2 separate regions of the Mus musculus genome follow, and region 1 is linked to region 2. A link is a contact called in public promoter capture Hi-C data. All regions are on one chromosome and are shown on one strand. Each heading gives the region's core, a stretch centred on a gene start, on an enhancer-like site or on the middle of the called end of the contact. The rest is flanking DNA. Distances are from core to core; before and after follow the strand shown.

Region 1 (6,438 bases), core at 3,478-5,977, 8.8 Mb after region 2:
GAGAAACCCTGTCTCAAAAAAACAAAAACAAACAAACAAACAAACAAAAAACTTAATCATGATGGTACAGGCCTTCAATCCCTCTGGGATTGTAAGTGGATCTTTGTAAGTCAGCCTAGTCTATACAGTGAGTTCCTGGCCAGCCTGGGCTACATAATAAGGCACTGTCTCAAAAACAAACAGACGAAAGAAAGAAGGGAAGAAAGAAAGAAAGAAAGGAAGAAAGAAAGAAACAGATAACCCCAACAACCTTATCAACCTACTCGCATACTTCATCTGACTTTGTTGCACTTCTAGTATCTCTTCTCCAAATCTTCAGAGTAAATGGGAGGGTGTAACAGCAGGGAAGGTTCTGAAAAGCCTGTTAGATGTCTTGGGGAAGTTGGGACCAGGCCTAGAGAGCCAGAACCATGCAGAGAAGTTAAGAACAGAAAACAACTGGCATCTACTGGGCCAAGTCTAAATTCCTTACTAGAACCTTCAAGATCCTTCCTGACCTAGCTCCTCTTAGTCATTCTCCACTCTCTCAATATCTCCTCTCCAGCTCACACAATCAACCTCTCCCTCCCAGTCCCCAGTGCCACAGGTGTGTCTCCTATTCAGCGTGTCTCCTGTACGCATCTGACTCCATCTTCTGAGCGATTTGTATCCATTGCTGTTTGATCAATGAAGGCTAACTTCTTCTTCTAGATTAAGCCCCACCTCCTTCTACCGTAGCAGGTACAATGGATCACTCTGATGTTTTCTTTCATGTCACGTCTGACATACCTTTGCCCCTTCAGTTATTATTATCATTTTTTTTTCTTGAGGCTGTGTTGACTGCTCTGGTCTTGATTTTGTTGGCTCAAGGCAGCCTCCCACATGAATTGCCTGAGCATCTGGGACTGCAGGTTTCTGACACCACACCTAGCTTCATACCTCAATTACTTCAGTTGCCACATCACCGGTCTGTTTACTTGCCTGCTTGTGAACTCCATGAGTCCAGAGGCTGATCCTAATCAATATTTACAACTTCAGCATCTAAGATGATAACTGATACATATAGATTTATTGGCCAAATCAACGGTGAATAGGGTTACCTTCTTTCAGACAGGCAGGTACAGAGGAGATGACAGGGCTGTGTGAGAAGGACCAGATGACAAGTCATTTGGGGTACAGAAAAGAAGAAATGCCAGTTTTCATTAAGTCCTACTCTAGCCCTCTACTACCTGGAATAGAGAATCAAGAAAGCCTAGAACACCCTCCCCAAACTGCTGAAGAAGTTTAAAAATTGATCAAAATATATTACCCATATGGATAAAATTAGGATAAGTTCTTTCTTTGAAGGAAAACACAGTTTTTAGTGTCTGTGTCAGACAAGGCTCAGCAGCATATAACTGAAGAGGATCAATTACTACCTGTAGAGATGTGGGCAGATTAACCAAACTGTTGCTAGTATTTGGTTTTCTTTTCCCTCTTGGAATTATAGAATCCACAATAAAATGGAATGTTCACTGAACAGTGAAGATTTTTTATTCTTGGCCAAGAATAGAAATGGAAGATAAATTTGCAAAGTAGCTGCTCTAACGGCTAATCAGGAAGTTATAGCCATCAGTTAAAAACAAAAACAAAAGCAAAAACAAAAACAAGGGCGGGATAGGCTACTGAAGGACAGAAAGAGTCCTATCTTTTCTGGGGATGAATAGAAAATTTCTGGGAATTCAGATATCCCTATTTTTGTTCCATTTAAAGTTCTTTCTGGTCACCTGTCATGGTGTTGAGAGGTGTCATTTAGCACACTATCATAGGATTGTAAGAAAGTCAGAAGTCACGGGGCAGTCATCTACTATAGATCTTAAACCTGACTGGTTGGTTAGCCACCTGGAGAAGAACTTCTGGCCGTTGGGCATCTTGTCTTCAAAGGTAAGGTTAGAGCAGGGCAGAAATTCAGGGAGTTCAAGCAGGCAGAGTGAGATGAGGATTAGATAGCAAAATCAACCATTGGTCCAGAGACACACTGCCAAAGCCCATTGGTCCAGAGACAACACTGCCCAAAGCCTGAGGTTTTAGGAAGACAGCCTGGAGTTAGCCAGGGAGGAGCATAGTTTCTAGAAACGCCAGATTCTCAGCCTGGTCAGGTGGGCTTTGTCCATGTTTTCCTCCCACCCTGACAGGCTCTCAGCTGAATTCAACTAGAAGTGGGAGTCCTGGGATGCACCGTACTTAAGTCTAGGGCTTGGGCTCCCAGGGCAGAGGGAAGGACCAAGGAAATATCTGGACTGCGTATGGTGACACACATTCAGTCTCAACAGTTGGGAGGCAGAGGCAGCTGATCTCTGTATGTTTAGTGCCAGCCTAATTTACATAGAGTTCCAGGTTACCCAGAGCCATACAGTGAGACTCTGTCTCAAAACAAAACAACAAACAACTCTGAATGGGCAAGAGGGCAGTCTTAGAAGTGGCACGGAGGAGTGGTGCTATGCTTTTGTGGGCCACCTACTTATGTAATTACTTTGCCTACTGGTAGTAAAATCCTGTGAATAACATTTTTAGACCTTTTATTTTTTTGTATCTTTAGGTATTTGTATATGAAGCTTATGACAATTGGTGAATTAGTAGGGCTAAGGTAGGACATTGACTTTCTTTTTTTCTTTCTCTTGTGTAACAGAACCCTGGCTATCTTGGATTCACTATGTAGACCAGGCTGGCCTCAAACTCAAGAGATCCACCTAGCTCTGCCTCCTGAGTGCTGGGATTAGAGGTGTGTGCCACTATGACCAACAACATGTTGGTCTCCAGTAATTTTGGCTGGCCCCAACTATTAAAGTTTACGGTCTCAGGGGTTGGAGAGATGGCTTGGTGGGTTAAAGCACTGCTCTTGCAGAGGACCAGAGTTCTGGTCCCAGCAGAGTTGCCATTCGGGCAATTCACAGATGCTTGTATACCACGTCCGGGAGTTCTGACAACTCTGACCTCAACTACATTCACTCTTCCCCTAGTAAGAGAAATCCTCTTAAAAGTTCACAGTCTCATCTTTATAATTAGGCAAACTAGGGTCCAGAGAAACAAAAATGCCTGGCTTGACTACACCCTTAAGTGACATGGGAAGGTTTGTAAATGCGTGTGGTGATTTTATAACCTGTTGATGGGAGACTGAGGCTCCAAAGATGGAGTAGCGTGTGCCCAATTACACCACCAGTAAGTCCCAGGCAAGGAGGGGCCAAGTCCGTGTTGCTTTCAGTTCAATGTTCTTTCTGAGCAACACATTTGGTAATAGTGTATATGACAAAGCCTTGGGGGCAGCCATTCTCATTGCTCATTCAGATAATGTAGGTGAGAAGCTGCTAACTAGGAAAAAACATGAGTGTGCCTAGAGATTAGGCATGTGACTCCCCTCCCTCAAACCTTGACTCTCACCTTTTTTGGATGACATTTGGAATTTTCGGTTGTCAATACTGTCACTAGGAAAAGGGCTGTCCCTCTCTGAGGGGATGTCAGGTCGGTAGTTTAGGGACCAGGATGGCTGGGGAAGGCCTGGAGGGGGAAATGAAGAGAATGACCTCAGGAAGAGCTCACTGGAGAGTTCAGTATGTGTCTCTCCCTGGCCAGCACGAGGTTGGGGTCTAGTATACAGCCCTGTATCCCCATCTCAGGAGTGGCCAGCGTTCTTTGCCTTTCCAACCGCTGAAAGCTTTGTGTATATTACAGACCACATTCCTACCCTTTTGGATGTATTTGGAAACCTGCATCCCCATGTAGCCTGCTAGATAGACTTGTACTTCCCGAAACCAGGTACCTTTCCCCTTCTTCATCCTACACAACGTGTCTGGATTGAGCAGAGCCTTAGAGGTCACCCATGCATTTTACAGTTGAGGAAATCTAGGCTACAGAGGCAAAGGCTATGGAAGTGGCAAACACAGCCGCATTGCAGTCCATTTGACTCCTTGCCAATCCACCAAATTCTGAACACATACTTCTAAACATGCTTCAAACCACTAGTATTATAACCATTTTATTGTTTTTCTGGCAGCCAGTTTACACGCCTTTGGGTCTTTTGGTCACCGTTGCTGCAGCTGTGAGGGGTGTATGTTCAAGGCAACCTAGTGCCTGTAATTTGTTTACTCATTGCTGTTATGGGGTCCACATACAGGCTGCTGCTTGCTTTCATCGTGTCTTTCATGGTACGGTGAAGGATGATGGTCAACCCACAGCTCCCTTTCTGTAGCTTTATTTGTTTAGTGTACAAGTGTCCACGCGTGCTTAATGCTACTACGAGTCTATATAGTATATTGTGTGCCTGGATACATATCTCTTACCATGCTGAACGTTGAGTGTCTGTTGATCCTCTGTGTCCATTGGGACACATTGGGACATTGTCAAAGACATGTCTTAAAGGAATTGCATCCGCCTAGATGGTATGTTTAAAGGTTGACGAGAATCTGCCTTTGCTTTTTGTTCCGGTGTTAAGAGAAGATGCATCTCGCTGTGCTCCGGGTCAGTGGTGTGCCTGTCTCTTAGCCAGGCTGGCTATCCAACCTTGGGGGTCGCCGTCACGTTCCGGGATGCCCTGGCACGCCTCCCTAAGAGGCGTGGCCTGAAGGCCACGCCCACGCCCGGGGGTGGGAGGATCTCCTTTTCAACGCAGAAACAGAGGGAGCCCGGCCGGCGCCGCCAGCAGGGCTCCGCCCATACGAGGCTTCGGCCCGTTCATTGGCTGGGTCTGTGGTGACGTCGTCGGGTTCACAGACAGTACTCTGAGCGCCCAGCGCGCGGGAGGTATTGTGCTTCACCCCAGCTTTGTTCGGTCGTCTGCTCACCTGGCTCTGGGTGCGTCCTGGTGGTGCAACCCGGAGCGGGTGCCAGCAGCCGCAGCCGCAGCCGCCGCCGCCATGGTGTCTCCGGTCACTGTGGTGAGTGCGCGAGCGCGCGAGCCCGCGGCCAAGCCCCCCGGGCCTGGGACGAGGCAGCGGCAAGCCGGGCCGCCGAGGGGGGCGGAGGAAGGTGCTGTCCCCTCCGGGGAAGCGGCTGCTGTCACGGTTTTTAGCTCCTCACTCTTGTAGCGTCCCTCCTACGCGCGCCCCTCGTCTGCCCGCGGGAGGGAGGAAAACATTGTGCACGTGACTCGGAAGCGTGACTGTTGATCCATGAGTGTCTGGAGCGGGTCTGCAGGTCTTGGCCTGGAACTGGATGCTGCAGGCCCTAGGGTTCTGTGTGGTGGACCCTCAGGGAAGCATTCGAGAGGGTGCAGGGGGGTGCCGACTTCCTGGGAATGCCCCAAGTTTCTCTTAATATTGTAGGTGCAGGAGGTGACGCCTCTGTCTTAGTAACGCTGTTCAGGCGATAGGTGAAGGTGGACCTCTCTCTGTTGACCTGACCTCCTTTCCAGACTTTCTCAACTCCAGCCTTTGAGTTGTCTCTTCACACTTCTAAGGCTGGCTTCTCTGACTGTCATGATTTCACCACTTACTGCCAGTTTCTTCTAGGAAATATGGGTCTGGGGAGTAGGGGGAGGGGGAGCAAAGGTGATGTTTCTGAAGGCTGACAGGTGGAGCTGGGCATGCAAAGGTGATGTTTCTGAAGGCTGACAGGTGGAGCTGGGCATCCCTCCCCCCCCCCCCCCCCCCCGTTTCCTCCCTTTGGCCTTGCCCTCACTCTGACTATCCCTGATAAGGGAGTTTCCATGGGAAGGGAGTGTCAACTCTGCTCCCATCTCTAACCTCTGGAAAAACAAGAGCAGGCTTGTACTCTGGACCCACTATATGTCTCTTCTCTACCCTTTCCTAGTTGCATCAGGTACCTGGTTGCCAGGGGATCTAAGTGTCTTGTCCCTTCAGAGTCCTGTGTGGAGTGGCTTGCTCACACACAGTCAGAGCACTTTTGTTGGAGTATGGGTCTATAGGGAACCTCAACTGCTCCAATTCATGCTCAGAAACCCTGAACTTGCAGGCCAGGGGAAGGAGCTTCGGGAGACCACAGAACATCTGCAGAATCTCCTCCCCCTGCTCAGACTCTGCCTGCAGTGGCCTTGAGTAAAACCTTTCTTTAGCTGCCCTCCCCCTAATCCAGCTGAGACCCAGTCAGCTGGCCAACTTCCCCCTCTCAGTTCCCCATCTCCTCCCAGCCTGTCTGCTGGCTCCAGATCAGAAGCCCTCCCCACCCCCCTTCCTGTCTCTGGTGCCTCAAGTTGCTCTTGTTCTCTGGGAAAGAAATGGCCAACATCCCCTTTTCCTAGCCTGGAAACCTCTGGCCTTTCAAACACTGTTTCTTCTCCCAACACAGATCTAGTTCTCTTCCCAGCATCCCTAGCACCTCTCTTTGTCCTTGATGCCACCTTTAGTCTGACATAGGTAGAGTGGAAGGTCGGGGCGGGGGCAGGCAGGACAGAAAGCTTGTGGGGTGGAGGTACTGTCACCCCTACATTCCTGACACTCACCTGGTGTTGCCAGGGCTTTAAGCCCG
Region 2 (5,955 bases), core at 1,272-3,771:
ATCTGGCCTCCGAGACATTCACATACATGTGGCCTTCAGTCATACAGACCCATGAATAAAAATAAAAATAAAAATGAATTAAAACAAAACAAAACAAAAAAACCAACAACAAACCCCCAAAAGCCCAGGTCCGGCCGAAGTGAGCATCTCTAGGTTGGCACATACAACTGAATGTCACTCAAGCAGAAACCACACAAGGTTTCAAACCGTTAAAGAAGCCCATCTAAACTGGAGGAGATCTCATACCCATTGGAAAGTTCCTAGCAAAGAAATTCCAGTTGGTGCCAGAGTGGAAAAGTGGGAAGAGTGTGTACTGCTGCTGGGGATGTAAACTGTCACAGCCACAGGCTTGGGGGACGGCTCAGTGGCTCTCCATACGCTTGCACAGACCCAGCCACCAGTAACTCACAGCCCCCAGTAACTCCAGTTCCAAGGGTATCTGCATACGTGTAGTGCACAGACATAGAAACACTCATAAAATTAACAAATACATCTTGAGGGAAAAAAAAAAAACGACATAGATACGATGGGAAACAACCTGAAGACTCCGCAAAACATTAAAAATACATTTACCATATACCTACCTTTCCCACTGTGCATCTATCTCCAAAGGGATTGGAAGGGATAGCTATACTCTTGTGTGTGTTTACTAGAGCCAAGAGGCAGAAGCAAACCAAATGCCCAGCACCGAGGAACACATAGTCAACGAGAAGGACTGGTGATCTACAACCAGAAACTAAAAATCCAGACCCATTATGAGCCACTGCCAGGCTTCCTAAATGCAACCTTAGTGAAATACAACCACACTCAGACTAACACAATCTAACATGTATTTACTCTCTGGCCCCTTACTGGTAAAATGCACAAGACACCTTGCGTGTGGATGTGGCTCACAACAATATGGGTTCTGTCCTGATGCAAGTCCTCAAGCCCTCTTGCTCACTGCAGTACAGCCCTTAAGAGAGGTCTGGGGCCCTGAACTCAGGAAGGAGTGAGGTACGGGAGTAAGAGGTAAGGTTACAAGGGGCAGGCAGGGCCTGTCTTGCAGGTCCACAGGCCAGTGTGAGCATTCCAGAGTTATTACAAGGGTACTAAGGGAGTGGCACCACCCAACAGAGTCACTGAGACCTTCTAGAATCTTCCTCCAGGAGAACAGATTAAGGAAAATAAACCCTTAGGTGCTACTTTCTTAGCACCCACTGTTTGCTAGACACAATGTTAATTAAGCACAAAGCATGGCTGTAACTCCGTGCCCATGAGCCACTTCACAGTCACCACCCAAGAACCTCAGGAGTGGGCCCAGCTTCCAGATAAACTCTGAGCCAAGGTAGAAAAACTTTGGCCCAGAGGGCATTCCTATAATCTAGCATCTGGTAAGATTAGATAGGAAGGTAGAGAGTTGTAGGTCAATCTGGACTATACAAGGAGACCTTATCTCAAAAAAAGCAAAATCTTTTGGGTAACCTGGTGTTTGTGGCCATGTCCTATCCCGGGAATTCACATGATGAAAAGGAGACAATAACTTCTGAAACTTTTGGCCCTAGTAAACAAAACAACACGCCCCCACCCCCCCAAAAAACAAACAAACAAACAAACAAACAAACAACAACAACAAAAAAAACATGCCCTGGGTCAGAAGTTCTTAAAATCCAGAGTGTGTAGTCTTTCCTACTGCCTGACTTTGGTGTCTTTCACCGCATAACACACAGGGTAGTCAGTCCCATCCCGCAGGCCACAATGCCAAACCCCTCCTTCCTTGGCGGGACAGGGTTGGCCAGGTCCCAGTGCTCAGACAACTAACTGGCCTAGCCACTCTGAGCAGCTCTGAGGGCTGACGTGGGCAGGACGCACAGCAAATGAAGCACTTCAGCTTACAAAAACCGCAGGGGTCTTGACTCTAGCACTGATCGCCCCTCCTCTGCAGCCTCTGACCGGGTAGAATCTGATACCGGTTTTGTTCACATTCTAAGGACTGCGCCCTCTCCGGGGAGTGCACACATTCCACTGAGACTTGGAACTGCCGGTTTCCCTCCTGCTAAGGCCTGGGGACACCTCTTTATTGTACTTCAGTTACTCCCTAGGAGAATCCAGGCCCGGTCCCACACCAATAACTTCCTATATGAAGAGTCGCGAACTCAAACTCTTCAGGGTCCCAAATCCGAGGCTATTGAGAACCGTCCCTCCCAACCCAAGACGTCTCTGGCCAAGACGAGGTTCCCGGAACATCACGGGATAAGGAGAGGGTAGAGACTCTGCGGAGAACCCTTCTCCAACTCGCGCACAGTCCTGGGACTCAGTGGCCCTAGAGTCCCAGCTGTCAACCCCTTCCCAAGTCAGAAAACAGCGAGCAGCCTCTGCTCCAGTGGAGCCCCAGATGCGGGTTCCTGAGGCCACCTCTACCCACAGCTGCAGACCTGGCAGGGTGGAGGGCGGAAGGGGAGCGCTCTCCCCCTCCGTAGCCTGCTTACCTCCCGTAGGAACCTCCGCGTCCGCACAGCCAGTCCCGAACTGGCGCCCGCCAATCCCTGCGCCGCCCACGCCTCCGGGTTCCAATTCTCTGGTCACGCCCCTTCGAGGGACTCTGGACCAATCGAAGCCCTGGCACGCAGGCGGGGGCGGAGCCGGCCCGAGTTCTCCAGAAATGTGCGCGGGCGTAATTAAACCGCTGGACCGTAAACGGGTCAGCAGCGGTTGTGCGTGGGGACGATGGGCTGATTCCTGGTTGGAGTCCGGTTCCCAGCTTTGCTGGTCGCCACACTCAAGACTGAGTCGGCGCTGGTCAGAGGAACAGCCTGTGAGGGAAGCAGGCATGACGGAGTGGTGGGCCCTCAGGTGCCCCTGTTACTATGATGTTACTCTTTTCAGCCACAGAGACACACGTTTTCTTAACGATCAACAGAACTTTATAATTTTTTTCCTAGAGGAAAATGTCAAAAGTACACGGGAGGAAATTAGTTTAGTGGACCCCAGGCATTCATCGTGTAGATCCAAGACGAACAGGTACCCCGCCCTGGCTACTGGTGTCACTTAGAACTCAATTCCAAGGCTGCTTTCCCATCTCACCTGCCCCCACGCAATTCTCATCCACTGTCTTCTGGTTCCTTAAAAACCACTCCCACCCTTCGCCCTCTCCCTCCTTTGTCATTTCAGTGTCACCTCCTCAGAGAGGTCTCCTTGGCCACAAAGCAGCAGTTCTCAACTCCATCCATTTTTTATTGTCTTGTTACCCCTGGCTGACCAGAAATTCTATATGTAGACTAGGCTATCCCTGAACTCATAGAAGCCTTGCCTCTGTCTCTAGACTGCTGGGCTAATATTAGTCTATAGTGTCAGTTTGTGTTGCTAAACTGGTTACATTGAAGAGGGACTAGCTCTGGTTAGCCTGGTACCCGCTGGGCCAAGACCAAACTGGGTTTGGAAGGGGATGGTGTGGCCCTCTGGTGATGGTGTTAGGGGCAGACCCTTCCCTAAACTGTCCCTTAATCCCTACCATCCCCCACATCCTTACCCCACCAGCGCTTATTGATATTTCTTTTAGGTTTGAAGTTTGTTTAATCATTTACAAAATGCACTGCTGTGAATATTTCAGATGGGGAGAAGACACATAAAAATAGAGACTTTTAGCCCCCCCTCCAGTAAACTCACAATCTCAAGTTCTAGAGAAGTACTCCACCAGTGAGATATTATATCTCCAGCCCTGACTTTAGCTCATCTTTAATCATAAGATTTAGGGATCTGGGTGTCATATGCCTGTGATCTCAGCACGCAGGAGGCTGAGGCAGGAGGATGGAGTTTGAGGGCAGCCTGAGCTACATAATGAGACCTTGTCTCAGTCAGTCAATCAAGGATTTGGCAATATTGGTTTATTTATGCAGAGGTCTGGTCGTTTGCTTATATTGTAATGCTAAATTACAATATAATAACAAGGCCAGGTTGCTTCCAGGGAGCCTTGCACATACTCTATAAATTGCCCTATGTAACCTTGCCCCCCAGCTTGTCCCTGATTGGTGAATAAAGCTGCCCACAGCCAATAGTTGGGCAAAAGAGAGATAGGCGTGGTCTTGAGTTCCCCAGTTTGGGGGTCAAGGAGACCTCGACCAGGAGAAAAAAAGGAGGTGAAAAAAAAAGGAAAACGCCATGGGGTAAGAACCTTAAAATAATCTCCATGTGGGGTGGCTAGTTGGAGTTAAGAGCAGCCCAGATGAAACATAGCAAATTATATAATGGAATTATTATATTATATAGCATAGAGGATAGATATCTGCCCAGCTCTTGTGCTGATTAAAGCTTATTGGAAGTATAAAGGTTGTATGTATCCTTTATTTGGGAATTAATGGTCAAAGCTGGGGTAGAAACCCTGGATTGGGATTAGAAATATTCATCAACATATTTGTCCACAGCAAACAGCCCTCTTTAGATGGGGCTCATTTTCTACTACAGACCCCAACACTCTCTAGAACCCACAGATGCATCCCACTTGGATTTTTGGTTGGAGGTGTAGCCACACTCTCCACTGTCCAGAGGGAAGGCAAGGTCTGAAGTCCCCTAGGCTAGGATGTAACTATTACTGGAGTGTTAGGACAAAGCCTGGCTCTGAGTTTCCACAGCATGGGCTGAGCCACCCATCCTTAGCGAGGAGGAACTTCTCAGGGAGAAATGGAGGTGACCAGGATGAGAATGGTCCCTGCAAGGGCAGAGCGGTTTTATTTGTTCTGGCATTTTGGCATCCAACACAGTACCTGGCAGAGAGGGACTGCCTGGAGGAGGGAGTCTAAAAGACCAGATGTTGGAGTCAGGAAACGTCTCCAGGTTTGCTCCACTGGTGACTCGGGGCCCGTTAGAACTCAGTACCCGCTGTCTCCTAGCCCCAGCATCTCCCGAAGCTGCCTGGAAGGGTGGGGAATCCCTAGAGCCGCTTAAGCAGACCATCCAGCTACCCACCCCTTCCCAGCGGGGGCTGGCTGTGGGTGGAGAGGCCTGAGCGGAGGGCTCCCTCCCTTCTCCAAGGAAGAGAACAAACTTGTGACTCAGGAAAAGGCAGAAGTTGAGTCAGCCAAGCCACAGCTATGGAAAAAATGAAGTTTCCTGGAGACCTTTTCTGCTTCCCTGGCTAAAAAAGTCCTTTCTGGGAAAAGCTGGTTTCCAGACACAGGGACCAGGGAGTCGGGGAAACCCCAAGGTCAGGAGGCTAGTTTTTATTTTGTTTTGTTTTTTGTTTTTGGCAAATTCCTGTGTGAAAAAAGACCACCAGGAGTTATCATTGTCGTGTTTATCAAGTTCTGTCGAATACCAAACATTATGCGCCTAACACTACATTATCTTGTCTCTCCCTAGTCTAAGCCAGCGATTTCCTGTGTTGAGCTCAAGAAGCAGAGGGCTAGGGATGTAGTGTCCGCCCCGTCCCATCCCCATAAAAGAGATTCTGGGTTCCATCCCAGGAAAAAAAAATGTAAAAGAGCTACTAACACTTAGGGGTAAAAACAACAAAATCTTAATCCTTGGAGAGCTGGAGAAGGGTCTTGGCCGGGGAGCACTTCTGTGCAAGGCCCTGGGTTCCATCCCAGAACCACAACCACACAAACATTTAATAATCGGTAAATCTAAGTCAGGGGCTGGCAAACTTTGTGTATAAAGGGCCAGGCAGTAAGTATTTTGGGTTTTCCAAAGGGGTCTCTGGGACCAGTGCACCACATAGTGAAAGCAGTCATGGGTATAATGGAGACAAGTATGAGTATGGACACTTAATATTTGAATTTACTATAATTTTTTAAAAGATTTTATTTATTTATTATATGTAAGCACACTGTAACTGTCTTCAGACACTCCAGAAGAGGGCATCAGATCTTGTTATGGATGGTTGTGAGTCACCATGTGGTTGCTGGGACCTTCAGAAGAGCAGTCCGTGCTCTTAACCACTGAGCCATCTCTCCAGCCCTGAATTTACTATAATTTTAA

The links. Promoter capture Hi-C pulls out the DNA fragments that hold promoters and counts their contacts.
Region 1: a promoter capture Hi-C map of embryonic stem cells shows a contact between it and region 2. The contact joins the promoter of Tmem86a here to the promoter of Plekhf1 in region 2. A contact is called at or near these places in 3 of 39 promoter capture datasets (cranial neural crest, embryonic stem cells and second pharyngeal arch cranial neural crest).

What each region holds. Positions count from the first base shown.
Region 1 is chr7:47,045,913-47,052,350 of GRCm38.p6, forward strand. Tmem86a (transmembrane protein 86A) reads left to right here and starts at 4,728. Exons shown (of 3, transcript NM_026436.3): 1 at 4,728-4,889. The coding sequence starts at 4,869.
Region 2 is chr7:38,225,473-38,231,427 of GRCm38.p6, forward strand. Plekhf1 (pleckstrin homology domain containing, family F (with FYVE domain) member 1) reads right to left here and starts at 2,522. Exons shown (of 2, transcript NM_024413.2): 1 at 2,469-2,522.